Regions from separate parts of the Mus musculus genome. Here all the other regions are linked to region 2. The links are chromatin contacts, called in public Hi-C and HiChIP or PLAC-seq maps. All regions are on one chromosome and are shown on one strand. Each heading gives the region's core, a stretch centred on a gene start, on an enhancer-like site or on the middle of the called end of the contact. The rest is flanking DNA. Distances are from core to core; before and after follow the strand shown.

Region 1 (6,480 bases), core at 1,904-4,403, 140 kb after region 2:
TGAAGCTGGATACAAGGACTCACACATATAATCTTGTCACTCTGGAGGTAGAGGCAGGAGGATGGGTCCCAGTTTGAGCTATAAGAGTTCCAGGCCAGCCTGAGCCTGACTTTGAGAGACTATAGGTTTTTGGTGTTTGTTTGTTTGTTTTTGTTTTTATGTTTGTTTTGTTTTTTCGAGACAGGATTTCTCTGTATAGCCGAACTCAGAAATCCACCTGCTTCTGCCTCCTGAGTGCTGGGATTAAAGGTGTGCACCACCACCGCCCGGCTTATTATTATTATTTCATGTTTTACATGCAATAATACATGCAGCTATGCCTGTGCACATGTGCATGCCTGTCTCCATGGGAAGCCCAGAAACTGGAAGTATAGTCAGCCTTGAGTCACCATGTGTGAGCTGGGAATTAACCTGGGCAACCTGCAAGAGCATCCCTGGGAGATGGCTGGAATCATCTCTCCAGCCCCAAGACTGTTTAAAAAAAAAAAAAAAATGCAAGAAAAATTCCCTGGATTACCTTTCTGTCATCTCCAGACTTCTCACTGAATTGATTTCAATTGAAACATAAATTCAAAAACCTGTGGAAAATGTGGTGGCTTAAGCCTTAGATCCAACACTAAGGTATTATCTCCATGAGTTCAAGGCTAGCCTGGTCTACATACTGAGTTCCAGGATAGCCAAGGCTACATAGAGAAAACCCTATCTCAAAAAACCAAAAGAAGTAAATGAAGAATGTCATAGCAAAACCTATTATTTTTGTAATATATACTAACAAAAGCAAAGTGCAGCAGAGGGTCTATAGCTCACTATAAAGTACTTGGTATATCCAAGACGCCAGCACTATGCCATATAGAAGAGTCTCTCAGGGAAGCCCACACTCATGCTCTCAAGTGTTTTACCTCTGAACACCTCTCTCATAGCCCTGATGCTCAAACCTGTATTAAAATATCTTTCTTTTTAAAAAAAGATTTATTTAATGTATGTGAGTACACTGTAGCTGTACAGATGGTTGTGAGGCTTCATGTGGTTGTTGGGAATTGAATTTAGGACCTCTGCTGCCTCAGTTGACCTTGCTCTCTCTGGTCAACTCCACTTGCTCTGGTCCAATGATCAAAGACTTTTTTATTATTAAAAATAAGTACACTGTGACTGACTTCAGATGCACCAGAAGAGGGCGTCAGATCTCATTATGGGTGGTTGTGAGCCACCATGTGGCTGCTGGGATTTGAACTCAGGACCTTCAGAAGAGCAGTCAGTGCCATCTCACCAGCCCTAAAATATCTTTCTTAAATGACATTTTTTTCCCCTAAAAAAAAAAAAAAAGCAAACAGGGTAGCACACACAGGGGTAATACTGGGTGTGATCTTTAACACTTCATAAAACTGGGCATGACTCAAGGTCAGCCTCCACAAAACTGCCCTATTCAAGAGGATGGGAAATGCTGTGGTACTCAGACAAGTTCCCTAACTTATAACTGATAAGAGCAGTACAAAGTGTAATTTCACTTTCCTAGTTCATTTTGGGGTGGCAGAGTCTTTAGAAATAGCAGCTACACTTCCAAGGGCCTGGGCGGCTAGTGGCAGAGTTCCCTAGAATGAGCAAGTCCCTGGGTTTCAGCTCCAAGATTACAAAAAAATAAGATAAAATAAATAAAAATAAATTCTTTAAAAACTTACACGAGGTGCCAGTGTCAGAAAGTGCCAGCAATAAATGATTGTTATAAAGGCCACAAGCATAACTGGGCTGTAAGTAATAGTAACAAAAGATCATGTGACTTAGGAACGAGGCAGACGTCAGAGTGCATGAGTAAATGTAGCACTGGGCATATCAGATTCCAAAGGAGCCCCATTTTTTTATTACATCGAGCACACAAAGCTCTCTCCTTGCTGGGATAAGTCCTGTTCCCCTTCTCCAGGGTGACACATTTCCCGTCCTATCTGTACTTCCCATGTCGGTTAAAGTGTTTGTAGAGATAGCTGATCCGTTTGTTAAGGTTATGCAGGTCCTCAATGAACATCCTGTTTCCCACAAATTTCTTCTTTCGGACACAACGCTGCAATTCATTTCCTCTCCAGCCTCGAAGCCATACTGGGCCCTTGATCAGTTCTTTTGGGTGCTTCTCGAAATTCCCTGTAACGTGACAGAATATATACTAGTTTCAAGAGAAGAGAAGTCAGCCTAGCCCAACTAGGCCTTCAACACAGTTTCATCTCCCTGATCAGAACTACTGACAGACAAGGCACACACCAGTCTAGTACAAGGGACAGAGTCTTTGTAACACTTGCTCTTCCAAAGGATTCCCCAGCACTCTCAACTGAAGGTTCACGACTGCCTGAAAGGGAAGTTCTAGGAAGTCACCCTGAACCTGCAGGCATTGCTTGAGCAGTACACGGTACACATTCAGAAAACACAAAAATCTTATTTAAAAAAGAAGAAAGAAAGAAAGGAGTAAAGACTTTGCAGCCAGAAATGTCTGGGTTCAAATACTGACACTCCCATTTACTCGCTTTGGCCCTCAGACCTGCCCACTACTGTGTTAGTGAGACTGAGTCCCGCACTCCTCACTATTCTCCGCATCTCAGACTGGTCTTGCCTGGCTTCATCTCCCGTGTAACAGGTTTGTGCCCCCAGGCTTGCCCCGGGCACATTACTATTCTCTCCACAAATAAAACCGAAAGAGTCAAGAGAGCATACTAATCCTTCAGAAACCAGGAATCGCGTCCTACCCAGGATTCCAATGTTGTCGTAGACGCCAAACAGAGCCCTCTTCTCGTTCCAGCGATCAACCACTTTGGGAGGTGGAAGAGTGAGCCTTACGAAGGCCAACCGTGGGACGCCTAGGGAAGGACAGAAGCATGAATCAGCACTGCCCAGTGACAAGCCGTTAGCCGGCCGTCCTACTACACTTAAGCCACTTACCCAGAGAGAAGCTTCGGCATGCCGAGGGCACCCAGCCCCACAGTCTCCTACTTGCCGCCCAAGGGACACTCCCTGCCATTACTCTAGCCTGTCCGCCTCAGTAGGGGCAGCAAACCAGCCGGAAAAATGGGGAGCGGGTGTGAATTCCAAAGCCAAGACACAGATTACAGTCCCAGGCGGGACTCACACGGTAGTGACAGTAAGAGGAGCCATTTTGGGCCTTACCCAGGTAGCTTAGGGAGTCATCCCAAGGTGGCTCGCACAGCCACAAGCCCCGCCCTCCAAGTTCCGGCCTGTGAGGCGCGTCCAGTCAAATACTTCCGGTTTAGCCCCTGGAAGAATGGAACCGCTGCGGTGTTTGTTGTCGCAGGAAAGGACGCCCCCAAACCGAAATTCCGTTAAAATAAGCTCTCTCCTGTCCCTTGCGCGTCCTCAACTGTGAGGGAAGTGGAGGACGGGAGCCTGGCGCTACGGCAAGCTGAGTTTTGCTGGGGCAGTATATTCCCGGAGTGTACAGGGCCGGGCGCCACATGGTTAAAAGCTGGACTGCTTTAGGCGGCCCGCGGAGAGACAACGGGTGACCATGCTTAGCCGACTACGGTAGAGATGCCGGGAAAGCGCAGACTCGGGGCCACGCCCCTCGCCCGCTTGCCCCGCCCCCGGGGCTGTGATTGGTTGGCTTCTCCAGCCTCTGTCGCGATTGGCCTCCTGGCAGCCGTTGAGGTTTGAACAGGGAATTGCGGGCTCCGCGAGCGCGACGCCTGGCGCTGAGGCGGGTCTCCGTCTCAGCCTGCCGCGGATTGGCCGGTTCCTCCGCTAGCTTGAAAACCATCTCGTTGTTTGGCGCGTATCCTGCCCTATTGTTTTCTTCCTTCCTTTTCAGCAGGGGGCTCTCCGGTTGAAGAAGCGGCGGGTGAGGGGTGTCGCGGGGTCCAGGTGAGATGTGGCAGTGCGAAAGGTTGGGAAGGGAAAGGTTGAGAAAAAGCAGGTCCAGGACGTGACGCAGCCTTTGCCGGAGTGCGGTCGGGAGCGACGGTCTGGTAGGGATGCCCTTGAGATCCAGTATGGCTGTGTGTCTGACAGATCAGAATCTGAATGTGTGGTGTGGGCAAAATCGCATAGCCTTACTACCCAATGTGTAAATTTGGTTGTTTCGTTCTGCACCCCATGAGACTGAAATCAGGCACAGGATAAGTAGAAGTTAATGTCCTTCCATTCCATTGATTGGGCTGGAACCCCAATGCTCAGTAAAATATTTCTTAAGGATTTTTTTCACTTTAAAATGGAAGCAATAAGTCTGTATGTATACACTGATTGTCACTTAATAGTTCATTAGTATTGTCTTGTGTTGTTGTGTTGTTGTTGTTGTTGTTGTTGTTGTTGTTGAGATGTACTCCTTGCAGCCTCACTGCAGTCCTGGCTGACATCAAACTCAGCAGTCCTCCTGCCTCAGCCTTCTAATGTTGCCTTTATACACATGTTCCACCACCCCTGGCTATTGACTAGTTTTTATCCCTTGATTCTTTTGATCCCCAGAGCAACACCATTTTACAGAGACCATGAGACTCAATGACTTAGTGTCAGAATAATAAGAATTATGCTCACTTGATCTATTTGTGTTGATTTTTAAAAAACTAATAGTGATATATTATTTTAAAATATCATACAGTTAATATATTTGGAGTTATTTAAAATTTATACCGAGAAAAACATATGTATTTTCAGTATTGCTGTAGACAAACATCTGCATAAGACTGTTCAATTGATTGTTGTGTTATATCACACAACTTTTATAATACTCATTGTTATTGTTACAATATTATATGTATATATATTTTTGTTTGTTTGTTTTGTTTTTTTTTGAGTTAGGGTTTCTCTGTATAGCCCTGGCTGTCCTGGAACTGCCTCTGCCTCCCGAGTGCTGGGATTAAAGGCGTGTGCTACCACGCCCAGCTTATTTTATAAATTTTAAAGAATATGATAAAAAACAAAAGGTATTGCAGGTTTTGAAAGGGGGGACTCTCTGGGAGGAGTTGGGGTACAAAAGGGAAAGAAGAATGTGATGTAAGTCTATTTACTCAAAATATGTAACAAATTCAGGTAAATTGAAATTATGTATCTTTTCTCATCAGAATGCAATAAAACTTAAAGGAAAAAATTATTCTCCTCTAGAGTTGCTTTTATATTGAGGGTGAGGGTTTGCAGGGGAGGGTGTTTTATGACAAGATCTCTTGCAGCCCACACCACGTAGCCGAGACTAGCCTTGAACTCCATCCTACTGATTCCCGTGGACTTGGGACATAGATATAAGCATGTGTTACTTTGTGCGGCTCTGATCTTATATTTTATAAGACGATTCATATAGCTGTTATAAGACTGAAAAACATTTGAAAAAATATATATTTTATTTATATTGAACTGAACCTGGGGTAGACTCAGTAGAAATGTTCTTGTCACATAATCAAAAGATGACACACTGGTAGATTTACACCATGCCTTTTTTTTTTTTGCTGTTTGGTTTCTAGGTGAACCAGGGGGAGAAAGATGTCTCCCCACAACTTTGAATTCCACTTGCCCTTATCTCCAGAGGAGCTGCTGAAAAGTGGAGGTGTGAATCAGTACGTTGTCCGGGAGGTGCTGCCCGTCAAGCACCTCTCATCCCAGCTTAGAGGTGAGAGACTCCATGCAATGATGTTATCCTTTCTGTTCTACAGCCCCGGGACACTCCATCTGGGCCAGGGAGGTCTTTCCTAGTCCCTGCCTTTAGTTGTTTGTTGTCCCATAGTTGGTTGGTTGGTTGGTTTATTTGTATCACCACATGGAATTCATGGCATAAAATGTCCTGGGCCATTTTTGAGAAAAAGGTGGTTTTTGTTTTTTTTTCGAGACAGGGTTTCTCTGTGTAGCCCTGGCTGGCCTGGAACTCACTCTGTAGACCAGGCTGGCCTCGAACTCAGAAATCCGCCTGCCTCTGCCTCCCAAGTGCTGGGATTAAAGGTGTGCGCCACCACTGCCCGGCTCCGGTTTTTGTATTTTTACCTCTTACCATGTGTCAATGTATAGTCCTGGTAATTGTAGACTAGGGGTTGGAGAGGTGGTTTAGAGGTTAAGGGTACTGCCTATTCTTCCAGAGGACCCAGGTTTGAGTCCCACTATTCACAAGGCAGCTCACTACTGTCTGTAACTTGTGCATGTGGTACGTGGATGGATGAATGGATAGACAAGACAGACAGATAGAGGTGTGTGTGTGCACACTACACCAGAACAGAACACCAGCACACATACAATAAATGCATGAAGTTTAGAAGTCCTGTGGGCGGTGCCAGGGTTTGCCTTGCCTATTCTCAGAGAGCACTGTTTAGAAACTACATTATGTTTCCAGGATGTTCAGTGAAGGAGAAACATAGCTGCAACAGCACACAACATAGTCGCTTGTCACTTAAACATGCCGTGTGGGGAGACACGTTTGAGAGGCCTGTTGCTAGATGATTCATTAATATGGAAACATCATTAAGAGTACGGGTGCACACGTTTTCATGGTATAGCTTACTACATGCTTAA
Region 2 (6,392 bases), core at 2,895-5,394:
TAGATCCCTCAGGGTTGCTGCTGAGAACATAAAGACCTGTATCCCTGGGCAGAGTCCAGCAGCCTCCAAAATGCTAAACAGCTCTGTGACCCAGCACTGCACTCTGGGTGCATTGCAAGCAAAACCAAAACATTACCAGTATAAAATCTTACTCAGGCTCATAAAGGCCAAAGAGTAGGCATGTTCATGTCAGAAAGCTGTGGTGTGTCTGTACAACACAGCCCAGTGTTAATTGCTCATATGTGAGTTCTGACATGTGTCAGCACAGATAAACCTGGAAAACATATGCTAAGTGAAAGAAGTCACCAGTCACAAAAGATACTATATGTGTGTGTGTGTGTGTGTGTGTGTGTGTGTATATATGTATATATGTATACACATACACACATATATACATACATATACACACATATGTATATACCTATATACACATACATATGTATACATATGTGTGTATATACATATGTGTATATATACATGTATGTGTATGTGTGTGTGTGTATATATATATATATATATATATATATATATCCCAGAACCTAATAAATGTTAGACGATCAATCTACTACTGAATTGCATTACTAGCCCTTGTGTGAAATCCCCACAAAGAACAGTCCATTGAGACAAGAAGGCAGATTAGTGGTTCCCAGGGCTTGAAAGGGATGGAATGGGGAACTGCTAAGAAGTAAATGGGTTCCTTGAGGGTGGGTGAAAAAAATGTTCTAAAATTAGATAATGACAGTAGTTGCACAACTCTAAACATATTTAAAAACCACTAAAGTGTCCATATGAAAGGGAAGACTTTAACTACGTGTCATTAAGGAGAAGATTATGTCTGAGGACAGAGCTCAGCAATGGAGAGCTTGCTTGCATGTTGTGGGCTCTGGCTTTGATCTTCAGAACAAAAAAACAAAAGGAGAAAGAAATCCAAAAGAGAAGAGGAAGGAGAAGGGGAGGGTCCAGGAGACCACGAAGGGAGGGAAGAGGGTCCAGGAGGCCATGAAGGGGAGGGTCCAGGAGACCTCAAAGGGAGGGGGGAGGGTCCAGGAGGCCATGAAGGGGAGGGTCCAGGAGGCCATGCTAAGGAAGTGTAGTTAGACTCAGCAAGCCACAGGAGACTGCAGAGGATTTTAATATATTGATTGTATGCGTGTGAGTGCTCTGCCCACTTGCACATCTGTGTTCCACGAGCATGCCTGGCACCTCTGGAGGCCAGAAAAGGGTATCAGGTCCCGTGGATCTGGAGTTAGGGACAATTGTGAGCCGAATTATGGGTGCTAGGAACGGAACCTGGGTCCTCTGCAAGAGCAGCCAGCGCTCTTAGTCTGAGCCTGCGGAGTCTCTCCAGTTCCTACTTTGGAGGATTTTGAACAGGACTGACTGGAATAGTTAATATCACAAACGTACGCTCCCTGCTACGTTTCAAATGTGCCTCTCAATTCTTGGGTTGGAAAATTACTTCCCAATATGTTGGAGATGGGATCCAACAAGAAGAGACAGGACCATGGAGTGAATCCTCATGAGCGCATCCACGGAGTCCTGAGAGGGTTAGCTATGAACACATGGACGTTTGCTGGGTCGGCCCGCCCTTCCTGACCCTCTTTCCCAGACTCACTTTCCCTTCCCCTTTCTGCTTTGTTACGCATGGGAGCGTCACCAGGTTCCCGCACCAGGCTCTCAGGCTTTTTAACCCCTAGTACTATAAGAATGAGCTTCTTCTTCTTCTTCTTTTTTTTTTTTTTTCATAAACCAACCAGTCTGTAGTATTCTGCTATAGCAACAGAAATAGACAAAGACTTCTGTGAAGAATGAAGGGAAAACTTGGGGGCAGAAAGTTAGATAGTTTACAGAGTTGTCCCAACAGGCCTCGTGGGAAAGGAGATGACAAACTGAGGACCGGACCTGCATGCCAAGACTAAGATAAACAGTGGACTTGGGGGCAAGGGAGGCAAGGGCTTGGAGTGGACAAAGGTGGGAGATAACAGGGAGGCTTGGCAACAGGACAGGTACTGCTGGCCTAGGCTTAGCTGCCTCGCTTCCCAGCTGCGACTGTTTATCCCCAAACAAACAAAGAACAGGACCAAGCCATGGGATGGGCATGTGAGCACACAGAGTGAAAAGCCAGAGAAGCAGGTGACACCTGGTCCTGCTGCCACTCTCGGGTGGCACTGGAGGGAAGGGTCCCCTGTAGAGACACCGCCTCAGTGCCAGCCAGAAGCAAGAAGGTGGCCCTTGAAAACCCGGGAGCAGAGGTGGAGGAGAAAGCAGGAATATGCAGCCAGAGGCTACAGAAGGGAGAAGGAAGTCCCTCACTTCCCTCTTGTATCAGCGCTTAGAGGGCCTGAGCTGGTGGCCGTGACCTCTTTAGATAGATGCTATGACAGGGGCCCTAACAGAAATTATCCCTGAGGGACAGTGGGCTGTGGAGAATCCTTAGGCCGGCCTGAGCCTCTGGGAGTGTCTCTTCCTTCACCTGTTTGGGTACAAGACGACGACTGACCCCCACCATACCCTAGAGTGTATAAAGTAACCTCACATTTGTCATCTTATACATGTGACATGACTCTTAAGGTGGGTATTAGCATCGTGGTCTTCATCACTTTAGTAAAAATGCCAATCAGGCAAGGATTGAACATATTTTTTTTCCTGTAATACATCCCAGATGCCTACAACAGAGTCTGGCACATGGTCCACACAATCAGAAATATTTACTGAATAAACCTTCTCTCTTGTGTTTGGATTTGTGTCCATTTTACAAAGAAAAGGCTCTGCAAAACGATGTGAAATGGAAGCGTCACCAGACCATGAAGGGACAAAGGGACGGAACAGTCATGGGAACTCTGGTTGGGACCTGCCGTCCATGGATCTTACCACACGCCCGTCTACAGGTGACATGCTGGGCACAGACTTGGGCACCTGCCTTGGATCATTTCCTCGCCTAACCACAGAGAACTTCCTGAGCCCTCAGGAGGACCCAGGATAGGAGATTCTGAGGAACAACGGAGCCAGCAAGGGGGCCTACTCACGCCTGATTGCAGGGGGCCTGGTTGAAACGACAGGTAAAGATGAAGCTGCCCAGGGCTTCTTCCTCTAGAGCAGGCGAGGTGTCGGGCAGTCTGGACAGAATGTTGATGTAATGGAAGCGGTACCATTCTCTCACGGCATCCACCCCGGATGAGTATGTCTGGTAGAAGCAGTCTGATTTGTTCTGGTTGCACTGCACAGAGACAGGAGTGTCAGTGCATGTCAGAGACAGTGCACCAAGGTCAAGGACTGAGAGCTGAGGTGTTCTGAGGGCTGATGGGCATGTAGGTACAGGGAACAGGGTGTGGGTAGAACAGAAGGGGAGAAACACTTCCCTAGAAGCCCCTAGGAGAGGTGGCCAGAGGACCCTGGGATTGAGGTAATGGTAGGCAGTGCCTCCTCACTGTAATTACTTATGCAACCAGGTAGGAAGAAGCAAGAATTCTCCCCTTTCACTGGTGCAAGAAAGCTTCTGGGATCAGACTTTCGTTCCCACAACAGAGGTGATCCTAGAACTTCCGTGTGCTGGTGGTACAGCCCATCTCTCCGGGGCCTCCCTCTCTCCTTCACTAGATGAGCCTCTGTCCCATTTCCTCCTACCCATCCTTTTTAGTCTACATGTTTATTAGGGTGCAGGGATGTAGCTCAACAGAAGAGACCCTGCCAAGCACGGACAAGGACCTGGGTTACACACATACACACAGAGACATGCACACACACACACATGCATCTCATTTTACTGTCTAAGTGTCTCATTTACTTGCCTTCTGTTACAGACTTGAAGAACTTCAGTTCTTCACAGGAGGGTCTCAATTGAGTCCCATCAGTAGGGACTAGAATTCAGAAACGTATATTTTCTGCAACAGATTTCACTTCTCGACATTTATCCTCTGCTAACATTCATTCATTCACTCATTCACTCATTCACTCATTCATTCATTCATTCATTCATTCATTCATTCATTCATTCATTCATTCATTTATTCACGTATTGGTGTTACCCGCTGGAAAGTCCATCAGGCCTTTCAGTTTGAAGGAGTAGGCGGTCCATGGGACCGAGCAAGCTCGTAGGCGGGTCCTGGACCGAGGGGCGGGGCTTACCAGTTGGAAGCCGATTTTCCAGTCCTTCCTGTCCACTTGGGGATTGTTGTCGCGTACACTGGAGGACGCGCTGCGCGCCGAGCGGGCGGGATTGGGCGGAGGTGGTGTGCGCAGGCGCTGCAGGGGGTGTGGGAGAGCACCCCGGAGGTCGCGGGTGCTGCGGCGGCGGCCCCCAGCCTGGCGAGTGTAGGAAGAGTTGTATTTGTACAGGTCAAAAAGCGTCTGTTCCGTGATGCGGTCCAGCTCTTCCAGATCCTCTTTAATTTCAGTGTATCTGAAAAAGCCGATGAGGAGGAGGTCGGTCCAGGGGCGGTCTACCAAATCCCTGGCCTCGAAGGGCCACGGTGTTCTCCATAAACACCGAGGGAATCAGTGATCCCTGTGAGAGCTCCAGGGCTATCAGCTGGGTAGTGTAGAGTGTAGTTGTATTTGAACAGGTCAAAAAGAGTCTGTTCTCTTAGCTCAGGTCGCCCTGCCCGATCTCCTTTGGGGAGGGTGGCCTTTGGGAATGTCCTGCTTCCTGTGCCTTCAAATCTTCTCAGTGACTGCACTTTCAGAATGTCCCTGCACTGCTCTGAAAATACCAGATGAAGTTCCTACCTTTGCCCCTTCTTCAGAGGCTACATTTTAATGAGATTTGGAAGGGACCCACCCAAACACGATTCCATATAAATCCCTATAGTTTTCATTCTCAATACTGGCTGTATTACCATCTGCACGATGGACATCCTTAGAATTACGGTCTAAGAAACACAAAGCCGAGATGATAAATTAAAACCAGGCTGCAAGATGCAAATCCGACACACAAATATTAGCTGCATTTCTAGATACTAGCAACAAATGGAAAATATTTTCATTAACACCACACTGAGGCTGGAGAGAGGGCATGCCATTGAGAACATGTGATGCTCTTCCGAGGACCCAGGTTCATTGCTCAGCGCCCACATCAGAGCACTCACAACCCCCTAACTCCATTCCAGGGAAATCTGACTCCCACCCCTGGCTTCCAGCCACACTCACACATGTGGCTCACACACACAGATTATGTACATATAATCAAGAGTAAACCTTATATTTATCAGATCTACTCCTAAATTTAATATAGGCAAGATTTCTTATTCCGCAGAGCACACTGGAACCCTGCCGGAGGCCAAAACATACGAAATCATACAACAGCTCCTATCTCATGTCTCCCAACTTGATTTTCAGATCACATAAAATCCGGATCCCGAATTCAGCAAACATCCTTAAAGGAAGTGACAGGTGCTTCTGAGGTGTCTATGGAACGCAAAGAGTTTCTGTGAAGCTCAGGCTGACCTCAAACTTGAAACCTTCCTGCCTTAGCCTCACCAGCAGCTGAGCTTACAGGTACATGCCTCCACAACACCTCTTTGCAAAGAACCTACGGTGCCCAAAACAGTTGTGGAAAAGAAAAAAGCTGGGGGAGGGGGCTTATACTACCTGAGTTTAATATTTACTATAAAGTGGGATTGGAGGGATGTCTCAGAAGCTAAGTGCAATGGCTGCTCTTCCAGATGACCTGAGTTCAATTCTCAGCACCTATAAGGTACAGCTGTCTATAACATCAGTTCTGGGAAATTCATTGTCTCTCTTCCTTTCTTTCTTTCTTTTTTTAAAAATTTATTTATTTATTTTATATGAATACATTATTGCTGTCTTCAGACACATCAGAAGAGGACATTGGATCACAATACAGATGGTTGTGAGCCACCATGTGGGTGCTGGGAATTGAACTCAGGACCTCTGGAAGAGCAGTCAGTACTCTTAACCACTGCGCCATCTCTTCAGCCCCAGGATTTAACCTCTTTAGGCCTCCATGGGCGCAGCATGAACTTGGTGCAAAAACATACGTACATTAATAATAATAATTTAAAAATATTTTCTATGCCCAGCATTGGGGAGGCAGAAGCAGGCAGATCTCTGTGAGTTTTAGGCCAGCCTGATATACACAGCAATTTCCAGATCAGCTAGGGCTATATAGTGAGACCTGGTCTCAAAAAATAACACACACACACACACACACACACACACACACACACACACACACTCACACAAGGGATTGGCTAAAAATGCCCAATATCTTAACTATTAAATGTCACTTAAAGAAAAATTCAAGAGTCAGGTGTGGTGGCACACGCCTTTAATCTCAGCACTTGGGTGGCAGAGGCATGAGGGTCTCTGTGAGTTCCAGGCCAATCAGGCCTACAAATCAAACTCTGAGCACTAGTGAAGCATGCTATTGCCAG
Region 3 (6,329 bases), core at 1,674-4,173, 240 kb before region 2:
TAACTGCATTTTGTTACAGACCCTGGGGTTTGCTGTAATAGGGAGAAATTGATGCTAGGACTTTATCCAGCCCTCCTAAGGGTTTGCCCAAAAGGCAAAATGCCAGCCCACCCAAAGGAAATCTTTGAAACCTCATAGCAAATAAAGCAGGACCACCATAGGCCACCTCCATGGCTGTCACCATCACCATGGCCACTTAGCTCTTCTCTGGAGCTGCTCTTAAGTGGACAACATATTGAATGTAAAGGAAAGGGTTTTCTTATTTGAGTGTTCAGTAAAGGAGAGCCCGAAGGAGGGGGACACTGAGAGGCAACGCAGGAAAAGAACCCAGGTGAGGATAAGAAGGGGGTGAACCCAAGACTACTTCCTGGTCCTAGACATTCCTTGTATAAGTCCTCATTCCTTACTTAGCCTTTTGGTGAGTCGGGAAAGACTTGAGAAGTAGCTCGTGTTGCCAAAGGGAAATGTATGTAGATGCTTGTGTCCAAACCTTAACAATAAGGCTTGGGGAGCGGGTACCCTGTCTATAAACCCAACTCATGGTGCTGTCACTCAGCCACTAAGTGTAGACTTGTATCCTTGAGTTTGCTGGATTCCATGGGCCAAAGTCTTACAACTCGTTCTGAATTGGAACTGGAGAGATGGCTCAGTAGTTAAGAGCACTGGCTGCTCTTCCAAAGGACCCAGATCTAATTTCCCCATTCAGCACCCACATGATGGCTCACAACCATCTGTGACTCAAGTTCCAGAGGGATATGACAACCCTGCTGGCCTCCTTAGGCACCAGGCATGCACATAGCATAACAACATACATGCACGCATAACACCCATACATGTCAAATAAAAGTAAAAAAATAAATAAAAATTCAACAACTTTGAATCCCAGGCAGGCAGATGAATGGCTGTTCCAACTGCCAAGAGCCTACTGCAGACCAAACTACTTGATGAAATTACCCTCCCACGCACACCTGCCGGCTCCCCATCTAGATAGAGCAAGAAGTGACAGGTCCGCCCATGCAAATAAACAATTGTGTAATCAGGACATGAAGAGCAAACTGCTCTGTCCCCAACAGGATGGATACTTTGTGTGCTTCTCTGGGCTATTGAAGAGATGTGCTATGGTCACTGAAAGTCAACAATGGTTTTAGCAAATATTAGCCCATAGGACAGGTGATTTCCCAAGGACAAGAGATGTCTCCGGTGAGCCGCACTTTGTCCCGGAGGAGAGAGAGAACGTTCTACAGGATGGAAGGTGGTGAAAGGTGAGACAAAGACAGCACAGAAAAATGTCACATGCTCCCATAATAAACACCAAATTCACAGGTGAAAGGAAAGTGGAAAGTCTCCAGCTGCTGTGGAGGAGACTGACCGACTATGGAATCAGGGCTCACACACCAGCCCAGAGCAACTGGCCCAGAGGGGTCCTAGACTCCAGTATTCAGGGACATGGATAGACACACAGAGCTCTAACTTCAAAGGAGCATAAACTAATGGAGTGTGCTCTCTCAGGAAGCTGAGGAGCCAGCTAGAGCTGAGCTGTGCATGAAGGCCAGAAAGAGCCTAGCAAGCCTATTCTAAGGCCTTGACTCTTAAAGCCAAGATCAGAACACATCCAGCCCATCTGGCTGTTGTTCACAGAGCACCTTCCCGCAGGGGGTAGGGGGATGTAGAGGTAACTTTGAGAATCTCATCCAGTGCTTCAGTGTTTGTGAGCCTGGGATTCCTAACGTTGATGAAAATCCATTTCTCCCAATCCTGACTCATCTGACGATGCTGCTACCACTGGATTACTCCCCTGCTGTGGCTCAAGTAAAAATTAGCAGCAACCACACTTGGGATTCCCAGTAACTGAACACTTGGGATTCCCAGTAACTTGGCAGTTGGTCATCGTGAAGACAAACTCTTAGGAATTACAGGGAGAGATCTCTTGGTGCCAAGCATGGACGTGTCCTCATGCTCTTGACAGCAGTAGCAAAGGCAGGAGCCAATCTTGTCACACTGGGGAATGTGACCTGAGAGTGGTGATAATGGCTTCGGTGACTCCCAGGCTAGTCCAAAGTCACCAAGTGCGGTGACAGGCTACACTATGACCAACGGTGATGTGCCAAGTGGCTGACACTTACATAGTGGGCCTTAGCATCACCCGCAGATCTGTATATCGTGGGACGTGCAGTGGTTGTGTTCACTGTGGTAGGTTTCCATCAGTGACAGGAGATTGCCTTGGGAAAGGAGTGTCTTTTTCCATAGCTAGAATGACCACTCTGTGGGCTAACAGCAACCCTATGGGGCTTTCGGCTTCAAATTACAGGCAGGACACAGGACCAAAGCTACTATCCCTTTGTGAAGTTCAGCCCTTCCCCCATGCTCCCCAGACTTCATTTTACAAAAAGAGAAAGGCTAAGGATCTCTCTAAAAAGCATGTGTTGTGTGGTAGCTGTGAGCAGATGAGCATCACTTAATCTGGACATTTATGGCTTGGGCTCCAGGCTCAGCTGGAAAACAAAAACAAAACTAAAACTGCAAACGATGAGATCCAACAAGCCATTATCGGTCCCAGCAGAGAGAGGCTGTGGGTCTGTTGGTACAACAGGCAAACGTTCCTCCCCAAGGTATAAGAATTATGACCAGGCTCCCTGAAAGAGCTACAAAAATCAGGAGAAAAGAGAGGTGACTGGTTCTGACAGCTAACCAAAGCAGTTGTACACTAGTGCAGCCTCCCTGAGAACGCTCAACCATTCCAACTGGCTCCTGAATCCAAAACCCCGCTGCTAAAAGACTCCCAGTTAGCAGACCCAATATCTAAGCGTGGGGCCCAGCGGGAGCAAAAACTTACAAGAGGCCACATTAATCACCTCCCAGGAGATGAGTCACTGCGCATCCCAGCCAATGAGGGATCCCGGCTGTGAGCAAACACGATCTGATTGGCTAAGGGCAGAATACAGTTCTCTAGGTAAACAAACTGAAACTCTGAACTGTGAGTGCTGGACTTGAAGGAGTTCGTGCCTCAGGGAGGTGTGTTTGGAGCCTCAGTCCCGAACCAAGAACCACGTTCTTCAGCTGTTCCCAGGATGCTGGTTAAAGCACCCGGGAGACAAAGTGAGTAGGGACATACAGCTGGAGCCTTAAAATGTGTCCCCGCAGACTTAGCAAAGCTGCATCCGTGCTTTGTCTTCCTTGAACAAAGCACCCAGTCTTTCCCTCCTCAACTCACCCTCAGTATCAGGTTCTCTCCAGAAAAAGTCTGTCTGTACCTCCCACTAACGCCACATCAAAGGGTTTGTTCCTTGATACTCTGAGGGTGGGCAGCATCTGCCAAGCCCTTGCTGTTTGCAGCCTGTGTTTGCAAAGCCAAACAAAACAAAATATGCTCGGCGGGACCTGTTGCTCTCAGCCTCGCCTTGAAGGGAGGGAGAGGGAATGCCACCAACCAAACACAGAACTCTAATTTAGAAACCCAAAGGGGGAAGTGAGAAAAGTCTCTCGTGCACAGTACCTTGGATGGATTTCTTTTGAAATCTGTCTGTTGGTCAAGCATCTCTAGAGGAAGGGCATGCCTGTCTCACTTGCCTATTTGGATGTGCTCTGGACATCTCATTTTCCAAACCCACAGGCTGATGTGACGGAGGCAATTCCTCATCTGAGGTTCCCTTTTCTAGGTGACTCTAGTTTGTGTCAAGCTGAAAAAAAACTGACCAGCGCACCCAACTATGGGGGAGAGAATCTCAACGGTTTGTCTTTAAAAGGACAAATGTCAGCTATCTCAAGCCCTGGGAAAGAGGAAATCCCCCTTCTGCACAAAGCACGGGCCTCTTGGCGCTCAGTCTGGAGCTTAAGTCTGCCCTTGTTAGCAACCGTGGCCACGTGCCAGGCAACTACCCAGCGGGCCTTGCGCCGCTGAGTCACTGGAAGCACAAGGGCAAAAAAATGGCTTTTGGGATGTCTTTTGTTTACAAGTTGGAAGTTGTGTGCTTAAGAGTTGAGGCCGTATGTGTTCACTGATAAGTGGATATTAGCCCCAAACCTAGGATACCCAAGATATAAGATATAATTTGCTAAACACATGAAACTCAAGGAGAATGAAGACTGAAGTGTGGACACTATGCCCCTCCTTAGATTTGGGAACAAAACACCCATGGAAGGAGTTACAGAGACGGAGTTTGGAGCTGAGATGAAAGGATGGACCATGTAGAGACTGCCATAGCCAGGGATCCACCCCATAATCAGCATCCAAACGCTGACACCATTGCATACACTAGCAAGATTTTATTGAAAGGACGCAGATGTAGCTGTCTCTTGTGAGACTATGCCGGGGCCCAGCAAACACAGAAGTGGATGCTCACAGTCAGCTAATGGATGGATCATAGGGCTCCCAATGGAGGAGCTAGAGAAAGTAGCCAAGGAGCTAAAGGGATCTGCAACCCTATAGGTGGAACAACATTATGAACTAACCAGTACCCCGGAGCTCTTGACTCTAGCTGCATATATATCAAAAGATGGCCTAGTCGGCCATCACTGGAAAGAGAGGCCCATTGGACTTGCAAACTTTATATGCCCCAGTACAGGGGAATACCAGGGCCAAAAAGGGGGAGTGGGTGGGCAGGGGAGTGGGGGTGGGTGGATATGGGGGACTTTTGGTATAGCATTGGAAATGTAAATGAGTTAAATACCTAATAAAAAATGGAAAAAAAAAAAAAAGAGTTGAGGCCGCTACATTTAGCATCCTCCCAGGATATTCCCCTGAGTCTGACATGCTCCTGGATTCAAAGTGTTCCTCTGATTCAAGGTGTTTTGTGAAAATAACAAAGATTCCTTAGATGAGTAACCAGCTATTAATGGAGCTTTCTCGTGCTAAGCTGCCATGTTAGTGTCTACTGTTGTTTCTGAGATAGGAGAAGTGGGTTGGTCTAATTATGGGCAGAGTTAGGTGAATTGGGCTTCTCCCAGCAAAGAATTCTGGGTTGTCATTATTGAGATCATTATAATCCCTAGCTATCACCACCTAAAGTATATGGCCCATGCACACTGAATATTTTTGAGACCTCCTAGCCATAACAACCACATACACGATAAAGAATTTAAGAACTAAAAGGAACCTTTAGAATCTTGTGATATCTAGCTCCTGAAGAAGGGAAGGTCTACAGGTAGAGTGATATGGACAACCCTTTTGCAGGCAGAGGGATGCTGGCCATCCTTCCACACATACAGTGATGTGGTGATCCTTCTGTAACTAGAGTGATGTGAGCATCCCGTTGGTAAGTAGAATGATACAGGCAGCCCTTCTTCTGCCTATTCCTGTCTTGTATACAATATAAGTGGACTATAAGGTAGGAGTACCTATACCAGATAGCAGAACCATCACACCAGCTTCCAGAACTCTAATAATCTCCGTTGTCCAGCACCATGCTATTTGCTATTGCCTCACAAAGTATCGGAGATACTAGCTATACCTACCCAGTTTTAAAGAAAGCACAAGGCCAAGGAAAATATTAGAACTAGACAAAATTCTAGCTGAAATAAGTTTTCAATCTGAAAAAAGACTCATAAGCATCTCATATTGAACAGCCAGAGAGACCCATTTCTCACCCAACCCCTGAAGAGAGGAAGAAACCACGATACCAAGTCCCTTGCCTTAATTCTAGGAGTCACAAACCATGCAGACCACATCCAGGCCAGACAGTACCCACCTGATGCATGTCCCCAGAAGAGCTCTCGCAGTTCCTGCTGGGAGGAGATGCCCGTTTACACCGCTGTTCCTCACTGCTCAGGGCCCAGGAGTTGGCAAAATCATAGGGGTCTGAGGTCAAGGTCCCTGCAGAGAAAGGTTTCCAAGAAATGATGCTTCAGTTAAGCCTGTACCAAGACCTCCGCATGAATGCTATTGGCCAGTTATCACCTGACTCAAACTCCTTCTAGATTAGAACTCAGGCATTTGGACCATGGGCATTTTGTACAGTGCTCAGCATGACACCACAGTGCATGGACAGTGGAGCTCAGCAAGTGATTTGACTAGCCATGGATGGAGACAGGGACAGTTACAATAAAGGAGGTGACATGAAAGATGATGAGGATGTCACCAAAGAAGCTTCTTTGTGCAGCAGAGATCATAGCCACAGCTGGTCAAAGTACAGAGAGCAGTTGGCCATGGGGCACTGTGGTAGTTTGAGTAGGTATGGCCCCCATAGACTCATATGTTTGAAAGCTTGGTCCATGGGGAGTGACAATATTAGGAGGTGTGTCCTTTTGGAGTAAGTGTGTCACTGAGGGAGCAAGCTTTGAGGTCTTCTATGCTCGAGCTATGTCTATTGGAGCACACAGTATCCAGCTGTCTC
Region 4 (6,459 bases), core at 3,434-5,933, 240 kb after region 2:
GCCTCACAACTCTCCTTGAGCGCCTCCTCCTCCTCTCTCTTCTCACTCCCCAGAACACTCAGTCACCCACTCACCTCCTTTTTTTGGCGCTTGCTCTTAGGGATTTTAGGGTCTCGAGGTTTCTTAGGCTTTTTCTTCTTCTTGAGCTTTGGAGTCTCTGCTTCGGATAAATCCTCGTCTGGGTCTTCCTCATTTTCTACATAGATTGGCAAACAGAGGCAGGCAGGGAAAAGAGCAACAGCACAGGTGAGGGCCCAATGCAGATGGTTCAGATCCTCTGTCCCCACCTCTCGCCCTAGAAGAGAACTGCTGTACTACACTCAAGGGAGCTGAGACCCAGCACAGAAACAAAGAGCTGTATATACCCAAAATCGGCCGCCAGGCCAGGCCAGGCCCACCTGGGGCAGCTGTCCAGGCCCCTGCCTCCTTTCCTCACCACTCTAGGCACCTTCTGTGTCTACCAGCACCGCTGAATTGAGCAGCTTGGAACTTAGTAAGTGAAAGAGCTAACTCCATCCAGCTCTCCCAAAAGTGGCCACCAAACAGCTCCTAAGACAGGAAATAAGGAGAGTCTTCCCAGAAGGCACTGAACAGACTCATCCCTTACCATGCCACCCTAGAACAAATACCAGGCTCAGGGCCTACAACACAACAAACACCCTTATTAAACCCCTTTGGGACTATCACTGCTCAGAACCACCAGAATCTCCCCAGTCCCACATTCAGTTGCCAGTTCAACTTCACACCCTCTCCCAGTTCCCTTCGGCATCTCTAGTCCTACTGTTTCTTTCCAGCTTTCTCCTGGGTCAGCCAGCTCTTCTCCCTAGGGGCCTGGAATCAGCCCAGCTGTCACCATCTCCCCTTCCCAACCCCCCTCCCATCTGGCTCCACCTCCTTCCCTGGCGAGAAGCACACACAAAGCCTGGTAACACTAGGGAATCCTGAGCAAGGGTAGGTAGAGAGGGGCACAGGGGGAGAAGGCTGGGAAGCAGCTTTCTTTGTACCAGCCATGTACACCAGCTCCCAGTTCCCTTCTCCTTCTTCCCAAGCCACCCCCGCTCAAGAAGAGGGGGAGTAGGGAAGGGAGGAGAGAGAAGGGAGTGTCTCACCCACTGAGGAGAAGGAAAATGGCTCCTGACCGCAGAAGCCAGCCCAGGGCACCCAGTGCCAACATAGGACAGACAGGAAGTGGCAAGGGTGGGGGTGGAGCCAACAGAAGTACACAGAGCGGAGAGTACCCTCAAAGAAAACTTCTCAAATTATTACCTGGCCCTACCTAGGTCCAAAGCCAGTGATCTCTAATACCTACTCTAGGATGACACAGTTTGTAAGAGGTCACCCTCATGTCCCAGACAAGAAAGCCAAGACAGCACCAGAGTAAACTATTGGAATGACTGCAGTACTCACTCACTTGTATTCTTTAAAGACATTAGAACTAAGACTTAACAAGGGCTCAATGGAGGTTACCAAACCATACAACCTTCATCCCTACAAGGAATCAGAAAGCTTTAGCTTGAGGAACCAAGTGTCAAAGCTCAGCTTCCCCAGTCACCCAACAAGAATCCTACCCAACCTGCAGAAACCATGCCCAAGCCCCCAAACAGCAGACTCCCTCCCTTTAATCCCGCACACTCAGTGCATAACCCAGAAGTAGCCCTAAATGATGCTGGAGCCAGTCAGATCCCAAGGTTGGACAAAGTGCCACGGGCCTCCCATCCACACCCGTCCCAGGGTTAGGTCAGAGGCTTGGAGGCCCCTCTCATCCCTAAACACACCATTTTTTTAAGGGCTTCTGGCCCACAGCCCTTACAGTACCCACCAAAGCCTTCTTCCTCTGCCTGCGGAGCAGAAGTGAGCCAGGGACAGGGCTGTGGAGGCACAGTGGGCCCCTTTCCACCCACACACAGCCCTCCAACTCCTCAGGCCCATCACGCTGCATGCCATAGAGGGAGATTTGGGAAAGGGGCAGAACTGGGTGTGGCCAGAGGAAAAACTGGGTCATGCTACAGATTGGGGCAGAGTTCACACTGAGAGCCTGCAGTGCTCCCACTTGGGAGGGAAGCCCCAGACCTTCAAGCAAGGGGTTATGGCTAAGATGGGAAGCAACGCTGGTCAGACAGCATCACCCAGCCTCTCATAAAGACAAGGAAGGAAAAGTAAGTCTTCCTCCTTACCCACCTCACCCTCGCAAAGGCAGAGCTCCGCAGGCCTACACCTCAGTGATCAGACACAGATCTAAGTCCCTTATCTCAGCAGCCTAGGACTCAGCAGCAAGAATAATGGCTCTCTTAAATGACAAATTTGAAAATGATTTCTTCTGGATATCTCACCCTCCAGTTGGGGCTCAGGAAAAGGCAGAAGTGAGAGCCATGCCGTAAGGAACAAAAAACAGGACAGCCAGGCTTCACAGGGTAGTAACCAGGACAGCCGGGCTCCACGGTGTAGGAAACTACGTGGACGCAGAGAAGATACCGACCTTGCAATGAATGTGGGGGAGTCAAGCCAATAGGTGCCTTAACTAAGGGGGCTCTAAATAAGGAGACAAGAGAAAGACATCCACTTCCAAGCATGACATCAGCCATCACTTGAGGGCAGGCACTCAGGCAAGATGGTTATAATAATACGGGTTTAGCCAGTCCAGGGAGCAACCCCAAAACACAGTGCAAACCCTAACACACCCACACAAACACCTCACGCCACCAATCCAGACCAGACCCCAAGCTACCTCAGAGTGGCGGAAGCCCCTAGTAAAGATCCAAGATTATGTCCACACCAAGGGCCAATTCCCTCCCTCTGCCCTCACTAGGCTACTGCATGCTGCCTCTCCTAGCCCTCCATCCTTCTCCACTCAAAAAAATCCCAACAATCTGACTAACAAAGTTCTACAGATCTGATAAAGAGTGAGATTCAAACTTTACACTCTTGAAACAGCACAGAGAACCCGTAAGAGATCGGGACAGAAAGCAACCAACACTCTCGCTTTCTTCTCCAGGGAACAACCGCGGGATCCCAGATGCCTGGCAGGGCTCCCGCAACAGAAATCCCCACCGCACCCCACCATGTCACCACCAGAGTCGGAACCACCTGCATTCCTCCAAGAACCTGCACGAGGTAAAGCTAACCCAGAGAGCTCCCTCAACCGGGGACTGCGGAGCATTCCAGACAGCCTTGAGTGAAGCCAGCTTGCATCTGGGTCCGTGGTGCCCAAGAGGCACATGGCTTCCACCTCCCCCAGCACCCCCCAGCACACAAGAGCTCCGCAGAAAAGAACCACTCCCTTCGGATGCCCTCCACCCTGGGTTCTGCACAGGGACAAGCAGCGCGCGAACGCAGCCTCACTGGAGTCTCGAGGAAAGATCAAACATCTTCCTGCCCTGGGCCCTCCGGGAAGATGTTACCTGGATGGGGTGGGGGCAGGCTGTTGTTCAGAAGTGCGTCCATATCCTCCTCCTCACTGCCCGCTGAGCAGGGGGACGGGGAGCCCAGGCCCGACGCCATCCCCTTCCGTTCCCCGGCCAGGGAATTGGCCCAGCTGCTCCTGCCTGCGGCCTGGGGCCCTCTGCACTGGCCCGAGTCACTGTGCGGGGGAGGGGGGAGAACAGTGAGTGACGCGCAGTCCCCCTCCCCCACCCGCTCTTTCCGCCCCCCTGCCCTACCACCCTAGCCAAGCACCCGAACCACTCAGGCTGAACTTAGTTCCACACTCCTCGGGGACAGCCCGTGAGCCGGCTCCCCAGCAGGAGCCCCCAAGAAGAGGGAATGACGCCCCCGAGGGCAGGCTGGTGCATGGAGGGGAAGGAAGAAGCTAGCCTGGCCTGAGCCAGGAGTGCCTGGGGAGTGGGGTTCGAGTGGGGAGGCGCGGAGAGGGTCAGGGGAGGCGGCCGGTGCTCGGGGACACAAGGTCACTTGGGAGTGGGGGGGCGCTCCTCTGCGCCCGGGGAGGGGCCAGTCCCCAGACAGGGCAGCTCTCCAAAGGCTGTCCTCTGGGACAACTCAGGTTCTCTTCCGGAACGGCGGGGACCAGGGGGCGTGGAGGCTCGGGCGCTCCGGGGTCCCGAAGAGTCGGGACGCCGGAGGAAAGCGAGCACCCACCGGGAAGGGGGCCGGGCCACGTGTCCCGGGGGGCTAGCGAGCAAAGGGCGAGGGGCGGGCGGGCAGGCGCTCGCCCGGCATTGTGGGAGGCCGAGCCCAGGAGGGGGGGGGGGCGGGGAGCAGGACTCCCTCAGGGCAGGGCGCCGTCTGGAGGTAACCCGGCCGCCTCCGGGGAAGAAGGGTCGGCTCCCTGGAGAGGGGACGGCCCGCGGGCCCCGGGACGCCTGAAGAAGGGACAGGTGAAGGAATGACCCCCGGGACGACGTCGGGCTGAGAGAGATGTCTCTCCCGTTGCCTCGCGCGCTCCTCACCCTAGAGCCGCCTCAGGTCGCGCTGGGTCTCGCCGGTGTCACTCCCGCTCCAGCTCCTCCTCGCCGCGGCCGAAGGGGGGAAAATGGCTCCGGCTCCGGCGTCGCCTCTTAAAGGGCCCGAAACACCGGCCGGGAAATCCCACCGCACAGGCCCCGCCCCCCACGGACAGCCCATAATAACCTCAACCAACTCCAACCCCCCCCTCCACTACCGCCACCCTCCTCTTTAGGTCTCCCGGGCAACCCCCGCCCCCTCGTCGCTCAGGCAACCATTGGCCACGCCCCCGTCGAGCGCGCGCGCGCGTCACCTGGGCAACCGCCCACCTCCTGGCCATCCCATAATACACACGGACACCCCACATACACACACCCCGCCCCCCACACTCTATGCATATATGTGCCCGGGGCTACAGACATATAGTGCAGATCTTTTACAAACTAAAACCTGCTCCCCCTCCCTTAGATAACCCATAATAACCACTCTTTGCCAACTTCTTCACTCTTGGCCTTACTGCTAACATCCCATAATAACTCATTACCCCTCCCTCCCCTTGGCCATCCCATAATAAGCACCCCTCCCAGCACTTCAGCCTCATATCCCATAATATTCAACCCATCCCCCACCGACATCCCATAATAACCACCCCCAGTTTGACATCCCATGATTGTCAGAAACTCACCCACCCCATACTACAACAACGGACACTGGGCCTCCTCCCACACGGATCCCGTAATAATCAGTCTCCCACTTTCTATACTGATATCCCATAATATCCAACCCCCCCAGAGCTGCCCTCAGTCCCTGCACTAGGGTTGAGATTCTAGATGCTCACTTTACCACCCACAGCCTTCCCAGTCTCTTTCTAGCTCCATGGTCCATAAATTACCATTCCTCCTAGCAAAGAGATACTCACTAATGATCAGCAGCTCTGCTGTCACCCCACAAATGGACATCTAAATCTCCTCCACTAACACTGGGAAAATGTCCTATCATTTACTCTATCTACTCTCCCATCCCATAATTTCAAAAAGCCCACGATACCATAATTGTCCCAACACAACCCAGTGCCACATCCCATAATACTTCTGCTACACTCCATCACCGCACACAGGTCTGGCCAGACATCCCCTAATTGTCACAACCTCCCCCACCTCTAGAAGTTGTCAGGCTCTTCCAACTAGAGCAGAGAGGGTGTGGCAAACTGCTAACTGCCCTGTCCCCACTAGCACACACTTTAGTCCCTTCCTGGGCAATAGGAGCATTCTGGGCTCTCAAAGTTCAGGACCCCCAGACTTCCTAGCTCATCATTTGCAGACACTCAGGAACCAAGAGCCAACCTCGAGCCCCAACAAACCCCACCAAATCCAGGTATGTTCTAGATACTTACCTCCCTCCAGCTTTGAATGTTTGTGTAAACTCAAACAAATAATATGCTGACTAGATGAAACACTTGCATAAAACTTCATGATGAAAAACTTTAACTCACCCAGAACATCCCATAACAATTACAAACCCCCATCCCAAAACTATTTCTCAACATTCCAGAAGTCCTCTACACTGCCACCTTCAAGTCCAGGCAGCCTCCGTGGACAGATAGCCTATCACCACCATGGACTGAGAGTCCTCTACCATGCCTTGCTCTGTACTCACCATCACTAAAGTTCATTCGACATACCCTTGACAGAGTACTAACAAGGTAAAGAGCTAGCTACTTACCGACCGAGAACGAGGATACCAACACACAGGTGCCTTCCTTCAAGAAACAGTCACAGCTGGGAACATTATCACATGCCAATAACCTCAGCACTCAGAGAACACACGAGATGATCAAGGGATCAAGGCCATTCTCTGCTACTCAGTGAATTCAAGGTCAGCCTAGGCTACAGTAAAAACAAGTCTCGGATAATTATAATTTATTTATTTATTACCAGCACCGTGCTCTAACCAACTGGGCTAATGGGGCACCCATGAATAAATATTAAATGTATAATGAAGAAACATTAAACAACCAAAGAGACCATGCATGATACAATATAAAAATATCTAGTAATTCTT

Evidence for each region. A called contact is a pair of places that touch in the nucleus more often than the background predicts. HiChIP or PLAC-seq counts read pairs in DNA pulled down with a chosen protein or histone mark.
Region 1: an H3K27ac HiChIP or PLAC-seq map of trophoblast stem cells shows a contact between it and region 2, with 16 read pairs. The contact joins the promoter of Mrpl51 here to the enhancer-like site in region 2. A contact is called at or near these places in 3 of 39 promoter capture datasets (cranial neural crest, macrophages and neural stem cells), 5 of 115 datasets of contacts at active chromatin or transcription factors (bone marrow-derived macrophages, embryonic limb bud, embryonic stem cells and 2 more) and 4 of 9 other capture datasets (adipose tissue, liver, macrophages and 1 more).
Region 3: a contact with region 2 is called in a Hi-C map of bone marrow-derived macrophages, with 28 read pairs. The contact joins two enhancer-like sites. A contact is called at or near these places in 3 of 39 promoter capture datasets (embryonic stem cells and frontonasal cranial neural crest), 3 of 484 Hi-C or Micro-C datasets (CD4 T cells, bone marrow-derived macrophages and nephron progenitors), 7 of 115 datasets of contacts at active chromatin or transcription factors (DN3 thymocytes, bone marrow-derived macrophages, embryonic stem cells and 4 more) and 1 of 9 other capture datasets (liver).
Region 4: a FOXA1 HiChIP or PLAC-seq map of pancreatic cancer cells shows a contact between it and region 2. The contact joins the promoter of Chd4 here to the enhancer-like site in region 2. A contact is called at or near these places in 1 of 39 promoter capture datasets (the SN4741 cell line), 1 of 484 Hi-C or Micro-C datasets (LSK cells), 1 of 115 datasets of contacts at active chromatin or transcription factors (pancreatic cancer cells) and 3 of 9 other capture datasets (adipose tissue, embryonic stem cells and pancreatic islet).

The regions. Positions count from the first base shown.
Region 1 is chr6:125,188,873-125,195,352 of GRCm38.p6, reverse strand. It overlaps Mrpl51 (mitochondrial ribosomal protein L51), which reads right to left and starts at 3,153. Exons shown (of 3, transcript NM_025595.3): 1 at 2,920-3,153; 2 at 2,727-2,837; 3 at 961-2,130. The coding sequence starts at 2,998. The coding sequence ends at 1,934. It overlaps Ncapd2 (non-SMC condensin I complex, subunit D2), which reads left to right and starts at 3,767. Exons shown (of 32, transcript NM_146171.1): 1 at 3,767-3,855; 2 at 5,445-5,590. The coding sequence starts at 5,464.
Region 2 is chr6:125,328,918-125,335,309 of GRCm38.p6, reverse strand. It overlaps Scnn1a (sodium channel, nonvoltage-gated 1 alpha), which reads right to left. Exons shown (of 12, transcript NM_011324.2): 2 at 4,126-4,399; 3 at 3,027-3,217. Among named protein-coding and RNA genes, the nearest start is that of Scnn1a, 11 kb to the right of the region's middle. Within about 2 kb of position 4,144, at least 231 of the 459 cell types and tissues checked have an H3K27ac peak or open chromatin away from gene starts, as enhancers often do. A contact at or near this core is called in the SN4741 cell line, adipose tissue, bone marrow-derived macrophages and 8 more, where this site is marked.
Region 3 is chr6:125,569,980-125,576,308 of GRCm38.p6, reverse strand. It overlaps Vwf (Von Willebrand factor), which reads right to left. Exons shown (of 52, transcript NM_011708.4): 6 at 5,685-5,809. Among named protein-coding and RNA genes, the nearest start is that of Vwf, 20 kb to the right of the region's middle. Within about 2 kb of position 2,923, at least 343 of the 459 cell types and tissues checked have an H3K27ac peak or open chromatin away from gene starts, as enhancers often do. A contact at or near this core is called in bone marrow-derived macrophages, memory CD8 T cells, microglia and 2 more, where this site is marked.
Region 4 is chr6:125,094,205-125,100,663 of GRCm38.p6, reverse strand. Chd4 (chromodomain helicase DNA binding protein 4) reads right to left here and starts at 4,683. Exons shown (of 39, transcript NM_001346610.1): 1 at 4,404-4,683; 2 at 3,399-3,577; 3 at 75-196. The coding sequence starts at 3,498. It overlaps Mir7045 (microRNA 7045), which reads right to left and starts at 3,640; the gene lies at 3,578-3,640.